Regions from separate parts of the Mus musculus genome. Here all the other regions are linked to region 1. Evidence: chromatin contacts called from public HiChIP or PLAC-seq data. All regions are on one chromosome and are shown on one strand. The core of a region is the stretch at or near the end of the contact, and the rest is flanking DNA. Distances in the headings are between cores, read along the strand shown.

Region 1 (2,712 bases), core at 127-2,626:
AGCTCACAACCATCCATAATGAGATCTGACGCCCTCTTCTGGTGTGTCTGAAGACAGTTACAGTGTACTTAGATATAATAATAAATAAATCTTAAAAAAAAAAAAAAAGAACAGTAATGACGATGATGATGATAAAGAGTCTTTGCTGTTACTCAACTGAAATAATTTCTTAGGGAAATAACTTACAATTGTTAATATTTGGGGAAGGCTGTTTGATCTTTGTTCAAATAGGCCAAGAGTTTTAGAAAAAATAAAATAGAAAGTGCCCCCTCTCTTCTTTATCTCCCTCTCTCTTCTTTCTTTCTTTCTCTCTCTTTCTCTCTCTCTTTCTTTCTTTCTTTCTTTCTTTCTTTCTTTCTTTCTTTCTTTCTTTCTTTCTTTCTTTCTTTTTTGAGACAGGGTGTCTATGTAACCTTAACTGACCTGTAACTCACTATGTAGATCAGGCTGGCCTCATGTTCACAGATCTGCCTACCTCTGCCTCCTAACTGCCAGGGATTAGAGCTATAGGCCATCATGCCTGACCCCTTCTTTCTGCCAAGGGATGACCCTCTTGAAAAGAGAAGGCAGCTGTGGCTGGAGAAAGAGGCCTCATCTTGGCAGTTCTCTCAGCCCTCCACAGTTTCTGAAGGCCTCCAAATCAGAGGCAGGAAAAAGACCTGCTTGGCCAGGTTGACTGTCAAACTTAGGATCTAGGGTACTAGATCTGGGGCTTTCAAGACACAGGAATAATGGAAATGTTAGGATTGCCGTTTCTCACCCAGTATACTAGATGGTGTAGAATCCCAATCTTGGTTTCTTACAGTTATGTAAAGGAATATATATAGAGAGAGGGTGTGTGTATGTGGTGTGTATGGAAGAAACTGTTAAACAAGATATAGTGGCACATAATTTGTAATCCTTGAACTTGAGAAGCTGTAGGCAAGATCAGAAGGAATCCAAGGCCAACCTTGGTGACAGAGCGAGTCTGAGGTCAGCCTGTGCTTGATGAAACTCTATCTCAAAAAAATCAGAAGAGGGAAAAAAAAAGGTGGTGAGAGAGAAAAAAAATCAAAACAGGACACCCATTCTAATTCCCCCCCAAAAAAAACCCCCAACAACCCAGTCTACCGGTCATTCTCAATAATTTACAGTCCTCTGGTAAATCTAACTCCTGGATCACAGGTAGCCAAGACCAAAGCGACTATAACTCTTAACTACGACTTCCAGGAGACACTGCGCCCACACCCTTTGCGCACGCTCGATTCCGGTGACTACATAGGGCTGCGAGTCCGAGGGGGCGGGGCTTGGACCTGAGCCGCGGAGAGGGGGCGGGGCCGGGGCGGGGTCGGAGAGGGGGCGGCGCTGCCGGCGCGGCCCGGAACACGCTAGTGGAGCGGAAGATGGCGGCGGCGGCGGCGGCTGCAGCCGGGACCCCAGTGTGGTTGAGGCGGAGGAGCCGCCGGCTCTGACCTCGCTCTGGCTCCAGTGCGTGCGGTAGAGCGTGTGCGAGGCCCCGTGCGGCGGGCAGGGGCGGCAGTGGCCAGTGCGCGCCGCCCTGAGGAACGCCCCGGCGGCGCGGCTGCGGCGGAGGAGAGAGCCGGCTCCGGGCCTCGGCGTCCTCCGGCGCCCCGGGCCCCGCGCCTCCTCGGGGGGGCGGCGGCGGCGATGTTCTCGGTCTTGTCGTATGGACGCCTGGTGGCCCGTGCCGTGCTCGGCGGCCTGTCGCAGACCGACCCCAGGGCGGGCGGCGGCGGCGGCGGCGGTGGTGGCAGCAGCGGCGACTACGGGTTGGTGACGGCGGGCTGCGGCTTCGGCAAGGACTTCCGTAAGGGCCTGCTCAAGAAGGGCGCGTGCTACGGGGACGACGCGTGTTTCGTGGCCCGCCACCGCTCGGCCGACGTCCTGGGTGAGTCCCCCGGCCCCAAGTCGGCCTCCTGGGGACTCCGGAGTGCGAGTCTTCCCTGCTTCCTCCGCTGAGCGCAGCGCAGCGCCTTGCCGAGCGCCCCGAGATGCGTTTTCTGCCTCACGATCCCTCCCTCCCCATCCCCACACTTTAGAAATGGGGAAACTGAGGGACAGAGCGGTGGAGCCACGTGCCCAAGGTCACCGCCTTGGGAATGTGTCCAGTCCGTCCCGGTGCAGAACCGCGCACTCTTCTTAGTCACAGCCCCCACGCGACCTCGTCCTCCTCGTTCGGCGACACCTGCAGGCTGCTAACCTCGCTTTGCCTCACTCCCTCCTCCCTCTTGGCGCCCCGGGAATCCCTGCTTCTTGGCGAGCTCCTGACGCCACGGCCCGGTCCCAGCTGCGGGATCCGGGAGCAGACCCGAAGACAGACGGCGGGGAGCCCACAGCCCCCCGTCGTGGGTTCTTCCCGCTGCCTGGACCGTCCTCGGATTGCCATCCTTTTCGGGAAGGGCCGTGGGGTTGTGGGTGGACTGCTGGCCTGGTTAGAAATTCTAGCAGTGCTTTCTCCCTAACCCAGCTTGTCTACTTGAGGTCACTTGGGGGTGGCAGAAAGGTCTCCTTGACCCAAAATAGAATGGCTGGACCTGCTTGTAGGCTGCAGCCAAAAAGGCTGTGAGACTCGGTCACAGCTTTTTAGGCCACAGGTGCTTCCTAAGATCTATCCCAGTTACTAGAGGAGAGAGAGAGAGAGAGAGGAGAGAGAGAGAAAGAGAGAGAGAGAGAGAGAGAGAGAGAGAGAGCTGTCCAAAGGCCTAAACAAAT
Region 2 (2,712 bases), core at 109-2,608, 51 kb after region 1:
TGGTCAAATCTGGTTGATGTAGGAAAATAAAGATTAAAACCGAGGCATGGGGCTGGTGAGATGGCTCAGTGGGTAAGAGCACCCGACTGCTCTTCCAAAGGTCCAAAGTTCAAATCCCAGCAACCACATGGTGGCTCACAACCACCCGTAATGAGATCTGATGCCCTCTTCTGGAGTGTCTGAAGACAGCTACAGTGTACTTACATATAATAAATAAATAAATCTTTAAAAAAAAAAAAAAAAAAAAAAAAAAAAACCGAGGCATGTGCTAACCAAGAGTGAATCATAGAGGGGAGTCTTTGTCCTGCCCTGAAGGTGGAGTTTAAAGGACACTCCACTCTTGAAGCTGGGTAGCTCTGTGACTGCGCTAATCAGCAGGAAAAGGCAAAGCAAGGCCACCACCTGTGCCAAACTAGTCTCAGCAGCCAGCTGGCACGCCCCAGATACTGCCTCCAGATCTTTGGGTGCTTCTAGCTCATCACTGCCTAACCACAGCAGGTGAGGCCCCAAGTGGCAACTATACCTCTGAGTCCCATCAGCCTGCAGAGTCCTGAGAGGTAGAAAGGACTGTCCCAGCTACGATGTTTTGGAATGGCTTGCTGTCAGCAATAAACAACAACCAGAATACCATGTGTCTTTTTACTTCATCTATTTTTGTCTGTCTGTCTGTCTGTCTCTATCCTATCTATCTATCTATCTATCTATCTATCTATCTATCTAAAGTTCTATCTATCTATCTCTATCTATTTATCTAAAGTACTTAGTGAGACAGGGTCTCATGTAGCCCAGATTAGCCTCAAAATGCTATGTGGCCAAAGGTGGCCTTGAATTCCTAATCCTCCTGTCTCAGCCTCCCAATTACTGAAATTACAGGTCTGGGTCATCACATATAGCCAAAGCTGACTAATTCTAAAAGAGAGTACTATATAGTTTACATATAAAATTAAGTTATACTTTTTGAGTGAACTATATATCCTATGCTGTTTTAAAATATTAAAAATTTAAATCCTCTCCAAATTTAAATAAAAAATTAATAAATTAAGCTGGGCATGGTGGCATACATGACTTTAATCCCAGCACTCAGGAGGCAGAGGCAGGTAGATCTCTGTGGATTCAAGCCCAGCCTGGTCTACAGAGTGAGTTCCAGGATACCCAGGACTGTTACAAAGAGAAACCCTGTTTTGGAAAATCAATAACTGATTAATTAATTAATCAATTAATTAAAAAGCATAAAAGAGATAGACTAAATTATAAAAGTGTGACTTAAAAGATAACTTAGGGCTCAAGACCAGCTTGGGCATCTCAGCCTCTGTCTCAAAGTAAAAGCTAAAAAGATGTCTAGAAGCTAGGCATGGTTGGTGAGTCACACTTACAACCCAGCACTGAGAAGCTGAGGCAAGAGGACTGCCGTCAGTTCAAGGCCAGTGAGCTACGCCACTCAGTGAGTTCTAAACTAGGCTGAGCCAATCCTAAAAAAGAGAGGGGTTGGGGGACCTGGAGACCCAGCAGCAGAGTGCTTGCCTACCTTGTGTGAGGCCTGGGTTCAAAACCCAGCACAGGAAAAAGGTGAAGGAGGAGGAAAACCACAGAAGTGAGGCATTGGTGACAAGCCACATTATCCTAGCGCTTGGGACGGTCAGTTGTTCAAGACGAGCCAGGTTACATAGACAGATTCCTCAGAATAAGTAAGAGGAGAGAAGAAAATGCCTACTGACAGTGCCAAGGGAGTGTTTGAAATTCACAGGTGTGACAAGGGCTGGCAGAGTAGTCAGATGACATTATCCCGGGGAAGAGGATGACATCATTGCAGGGAAGAGAGAGTCGGTTTTTTTGTTGTTGTTGTTTTGTTTGTTTGGTTTTTGGTTTTTGGAGACAGCCCTGGCTGTCCTGGAACTCACTTTAGCTGGCCTCGAACTCAGAAATCCGCCTGCCTCTGCCTCTGGAGTGCTGGGATTAAAGGCGTTCGCCACCACGCCCGGCTTGGGAAGAGAGAGTCTTAACAGACATGCATCCATGCTACATGATAACAACAGCTGTCTATGAAGCTGGACATCATTACATTTAGGAAGCAAATCAAACCGAGACTAGAAGCTAAGTCATAGCCATTAGGTTCCAAAAATAGACAAGAGCAAGGACTGTCAATGGAATAGAGAAACCCGGACCTTCATCACTGCTTGGAGGAAAAAAATGGTGGGAAACATCTGGCCATTTTCATAAGGCTAAATAGAAAGCTACAATATGACTCAGCACTTTCCCTCCCAAACCTATGTCCAAATGAAACATCTACACAAAAGGTTATGTACAGCCGCTCATAGCAGTGTGATTCATAAGAGTCATAAAGCGAGACAATCAAAAGATTCATCAGTGGTAAATGGATATAGAAAATGTAGCCATCTATGAGAAGGAATAAATCATGAAGAAAAATGAAATACAGGTAAAGACAACATAGAAAACCTGCTGCATGCAAGAGTGCAGGCACAAAAGGACAAGGTTCCAAGTTTGTATCTACAAAGTGTCCAGTCTGGGAAACTCACAGAGACAGAAAGTGGCTAAGTGGTCACCTGGGGCTTGGGCCAGGCAAACCGGAATAGTCTAGTTATAATGGTGCTTGTACACCCACAAGTGTACTTGAATGACTACATGAAGTGATCTGTTGTATATGTGAGTTATATGATAACATATTCAAGAGAATCCGAAGGCTCTGGCCCTGCT
Region 3 (2,712 bases), core at 64-2,563, 49 kb before region 1:
GAGAAAGATGGGACTTCCTTTGGGGTGGTGGAAATACTCTAGAGCTAGAGAATGGTGGCTCCACAGCCTCATGACTGGACCCACTGCTGAGGATCTTTATGGCAACCTATGAACGGTTATTTTATGCTAGTTACTTTCATTGTGGCCAGTGTGTATGCTCAGAGTACTACGAGAGAAGCATTCATTCCAGAGTGCCTACTCCTGGACAAGCATGAGGGTCCCTGCTTTGCAACCTCATCACCATGCTTGGCCCTCAGAGCAGAGAGCATGTGGGGCTGTGGGGCTGGGGAGGCTGGGGAGGCTGGGGAGGCTAGGGAGGCTGGGGAGGCTTGGGAGGTGGTTACAGGGATGGGGGGGTGGTGGGAGAGGGGAGCACTTGTTGTACAAGCATGAGGGCCTGAATTCGAGTCCCCAGTGCCCAGGGAAAATGTCAGATGTGGCAGTACGTGCCAGCAATCACAGCATTGGGAGGTAGACAAGAGGTTCCTTGGGACTCACTGGCCAGTGGGGGAGACCCAGGTTCCATGAGAGAGTCTAACACAATGCTACCCAGTCTCAAAGAGTGAAATGGATAGGGGAACTGTAGACACGAATGTGGATCTCTGATTTTTACATGTATGTAAATACACACACACACACACACACACACACACCTGACTCTCACTGTCACCACCTCTCTGCAGATGCTACCACAGGGGGAGAGAGAGGGGAACTTCCTGGCTGCAGAGAGAAACAAGCTGAGCTGAACTCTGCAAGCCATCTGTTCTACCATTGTGAAGGGCAATTTTTTTCAAAAAGATTTTTATATGTGTATACATGCATCATTTGTATGCTGGAGCCCTCGGAGGTCAGGGGTGTCTGATCTCCAGGAGCTAGAGATCTAGGTGGTTGTAAGTCACCAGATGGGGGTTTGAGGAACTGAGCCTAGGTCCTCTGCGGTGAACATTCTTAACCACGGAGCCAGCTCTCCGGCCCCACGAACAAGGGCAAGCTTCTGTCTCTGCTCTGAGGTGGCGAGCAGCTGTCTAGAAGCAGGGATGCCTCCAGGAGAATGCAAGAGACCAAAGAATAAATAGGGGCAGTCAGTTCCTGGTGAGTCCAGTAGCTCAGGGAGGCACTTTGGGGGTGCCACTCAGGGTATCATAGTCCAAGTCCCTTCTGGAAGCAGGAAGAGGCAGCCTCGGTCTCACCAAGAACACTGTTCTCAGGGAGAGAAAAAAAAATGTTTGTCTTTTCTCTCACTTAAAGTGAGCCAACAACCCAGCATCCCTTGCATCTTGCCGGCCCCTCTGCGGCTATGGCAGGAAACGTGGTATTATGTTGTTGGGGTTGAAATCCCAAACCTGCAATTTCAGAGCAGAGGGAGAGAGCCTGCTTCCTTCCAGCTGTAAAGGGAGCCCCAGCGCCCCCCGCCCCCTGCATGTCCCTGCCTCTGAAGGGACTCATCCCCACCACTCTGCCTGCCAGGCTTAGGTCTGACTCTCATAAAGGTATTTATTGTTTGAGGGGACAGTCTTCCACCTACTGTGGATGACAGACAAATGCCGCTTAGCCTGCTAGATGTCCCCTGCAGGCAGAAATTGGAGGTGGAGGTAGTCGTGGTGACTGTCATGTGACGCTCAAAGCTGAGCATAATAGGTCCTATGGGCAGAAAGGCATGTTTCAGGCAGGGGCCTGAGTTGGTCAAGGGCCTGGTATGGAAAGAGACTGTGGCCTGGGTAGGGGGTGGAGAAGGGGTACCAGGGTCCTGTGGAGAAAGCAGCAAGGTTGCTCACCAAGGCAGGGGCTGCCATGGACGGGCTGTGTGGGGGCCGCCATGGTCAGGTTGGTTGAAGATCTTGGATGGAAGCCCCGGATGGGATGGGAGGAAGGAGCGGGGGTTCAGGATCCTTGCTGTCTGCTGGTAGGATCTGCAGGACCTAGTGATGGTGTGTGCTGTCACTTGTCACAGGAGATGGCATAAGCAAGAGAAGATGTGGGTGAGCCAGGCTCTAGGGACAGCAGGCTTGAGATGGGTCTGGCGCTTTCATCTAGATCAAGGGGCCGCCAGAGCTTGAGCCCTCTGCTCACTTGCCCATTGCTGCTTCAGAGTCCAGCGTGTGGCCCGCTGAGGCTCCGGTCCCAGTGCAGGCTGATGGAACCCTGCAGTTGGCACCCCACAGGATGGGATGTGACCTTCCCTGCCACACAAAGCAGCCAGGTGGAGGGGCGTTCAGTTCATAGAGGCCAAGTGTCTTTTCTTGCTCTTTCTCACTTTTAACTTCAGGTGACAGACATGTGATATAAAATTAATCATTGGAAAGTAACTATTTCTGTGGCGTACAGTACCTGGGATACTGTCTGGCCCCCACTAGCCAGTTCCGAGTCTTCTTGTCCCTGTCCAGCCTGCCCCACCGGGACCCCAGGCTGCGCTGTACCTGGGGCTCACATGGGCACTCAGTGTTAACACTCACAGCTCATCCACACGGTGCACAGATCCATGCTTCATGCTGCTTGGTGACTGTGCTGTGAGCCTGCTCACAATATGGCTATGCTTTGGCTTTCGCTTATCATATGAATTTGCTGATTTCTTCTGGCTCTAAAAGAACCAAGAAGTAAAAACAAAAACAAAATCCAGGCTGGGAAAATGGTTGTCAGAAAGTGCTTACTCTACAAGGAAGAGGACCCCCAAGTTCTGGGCCAGAAACCCAGGCTTTTTTAAAAAAAAAAACA

What was found. HiChIP or PLAC-seq counts read pairs in DNA pulled down with a chosen protein or histone mark.
Region 2: a contact with region 1 is called in an H3K4me3 HiChIP or PLAC-seq map of the SCID.adh cell line, with 15 read pairs. The contact joins the enhancer-like site here to the promoter of Pptc7 in region 1. A contact is called at or near these places in 23 of 39 promoter capture datasets (the 3T3-L1 cell line, 3T3-L1-derived adipocytes, the C10 cell line and 17 more), 3 of 15 datasets of contacts at CTCF or cohesin (CD8 T cells, the NIH/3T3 cell line and hippocampal excitatory neurons), 105 of 484 Hi-C or Micro-C datasets (the 3T3-L1 cell line, 3T3-L1-derived adipocytes, the 63-12 cell line and 77 more), 30 of 115 datasets of contacts at active chromatin or transcription factors (the 230-238 cell line, CD4 T cells, CD8 T cells and 18 more) and 3 of 9 other capture datasets (adipose tissue, liver and pancreatic islet).
Region 3: a contact with region 1 is called in a CTCF HiChIP or PLAC-seq map of CD8 T cells, with 6 read pairs. The contact joins the enhancer-like site here to the promoter of Pptc7 in region 1. A contact is called at or near these places in 1 of 15 datasets of contacts at CTCF or cohesin (CD8 T cells), 1 of 484 Hi-C or Micro-C datasets (CD4 T cells), 2 of 115 datasets of contacts at active chromatin or transcription factors (effector CD8 T cells and embryonic stem cells) and 3 of 9 other capture datasets (adipose tissue, liver and pancreatic islet).

What each region holds. Positions count from the first base shown.
Region 1 is chr5:122,283,022-122,285,733 of GRCm38.p6, forward strand. Pptc7 (PTC7 protein phosphatase homolog) reads left to right here and starts at 1,377. Exons shown (of 6, transcript NM_177242.4): 1 at 1,377-1,888. The coding sequence starts at 1,648.
Region 2 is chr5:122,334,508-122,337,219 of GRCm38.p6, forward strand. Rad9b (RAD9 checkpoint clamp component B) reads right to left here. Exons shown (of 13, transcript NM_001382853.1): 7 at 1-9. Among named protein-coding and RNA genes, the nearest start is that of Rad9b, 18 kb to the right of the region's middle. Within about 2 kb of position 1,359, at least 7 of the 459 cell types and tissues checked have an H3K27ac peak or open chromatin away from gene starts, as enhancers often do. A contact at or near this core is called in the SCID.adh cell line, where this site is marked.
Region 3 is chr5:122,234,063-122,236,774 of GRCm38.p6, forward strand. The region is part of intron 4 of Hvcn1 (hydrogen voltage-gated channel 1); the gene reads left to right. Among named protein-coding and RNA genes, the nearest start is that of Hvcn1, 26 kb to the left of the region's middle. Within about 2 kb of position 1,314, at least 73 of the 459 cell types and tissues checked have an H3K27ac peak or open chromatin away from gene starts, as enhancers often do. A contact at or near this core is called in CD8 T cells, where this site is marked.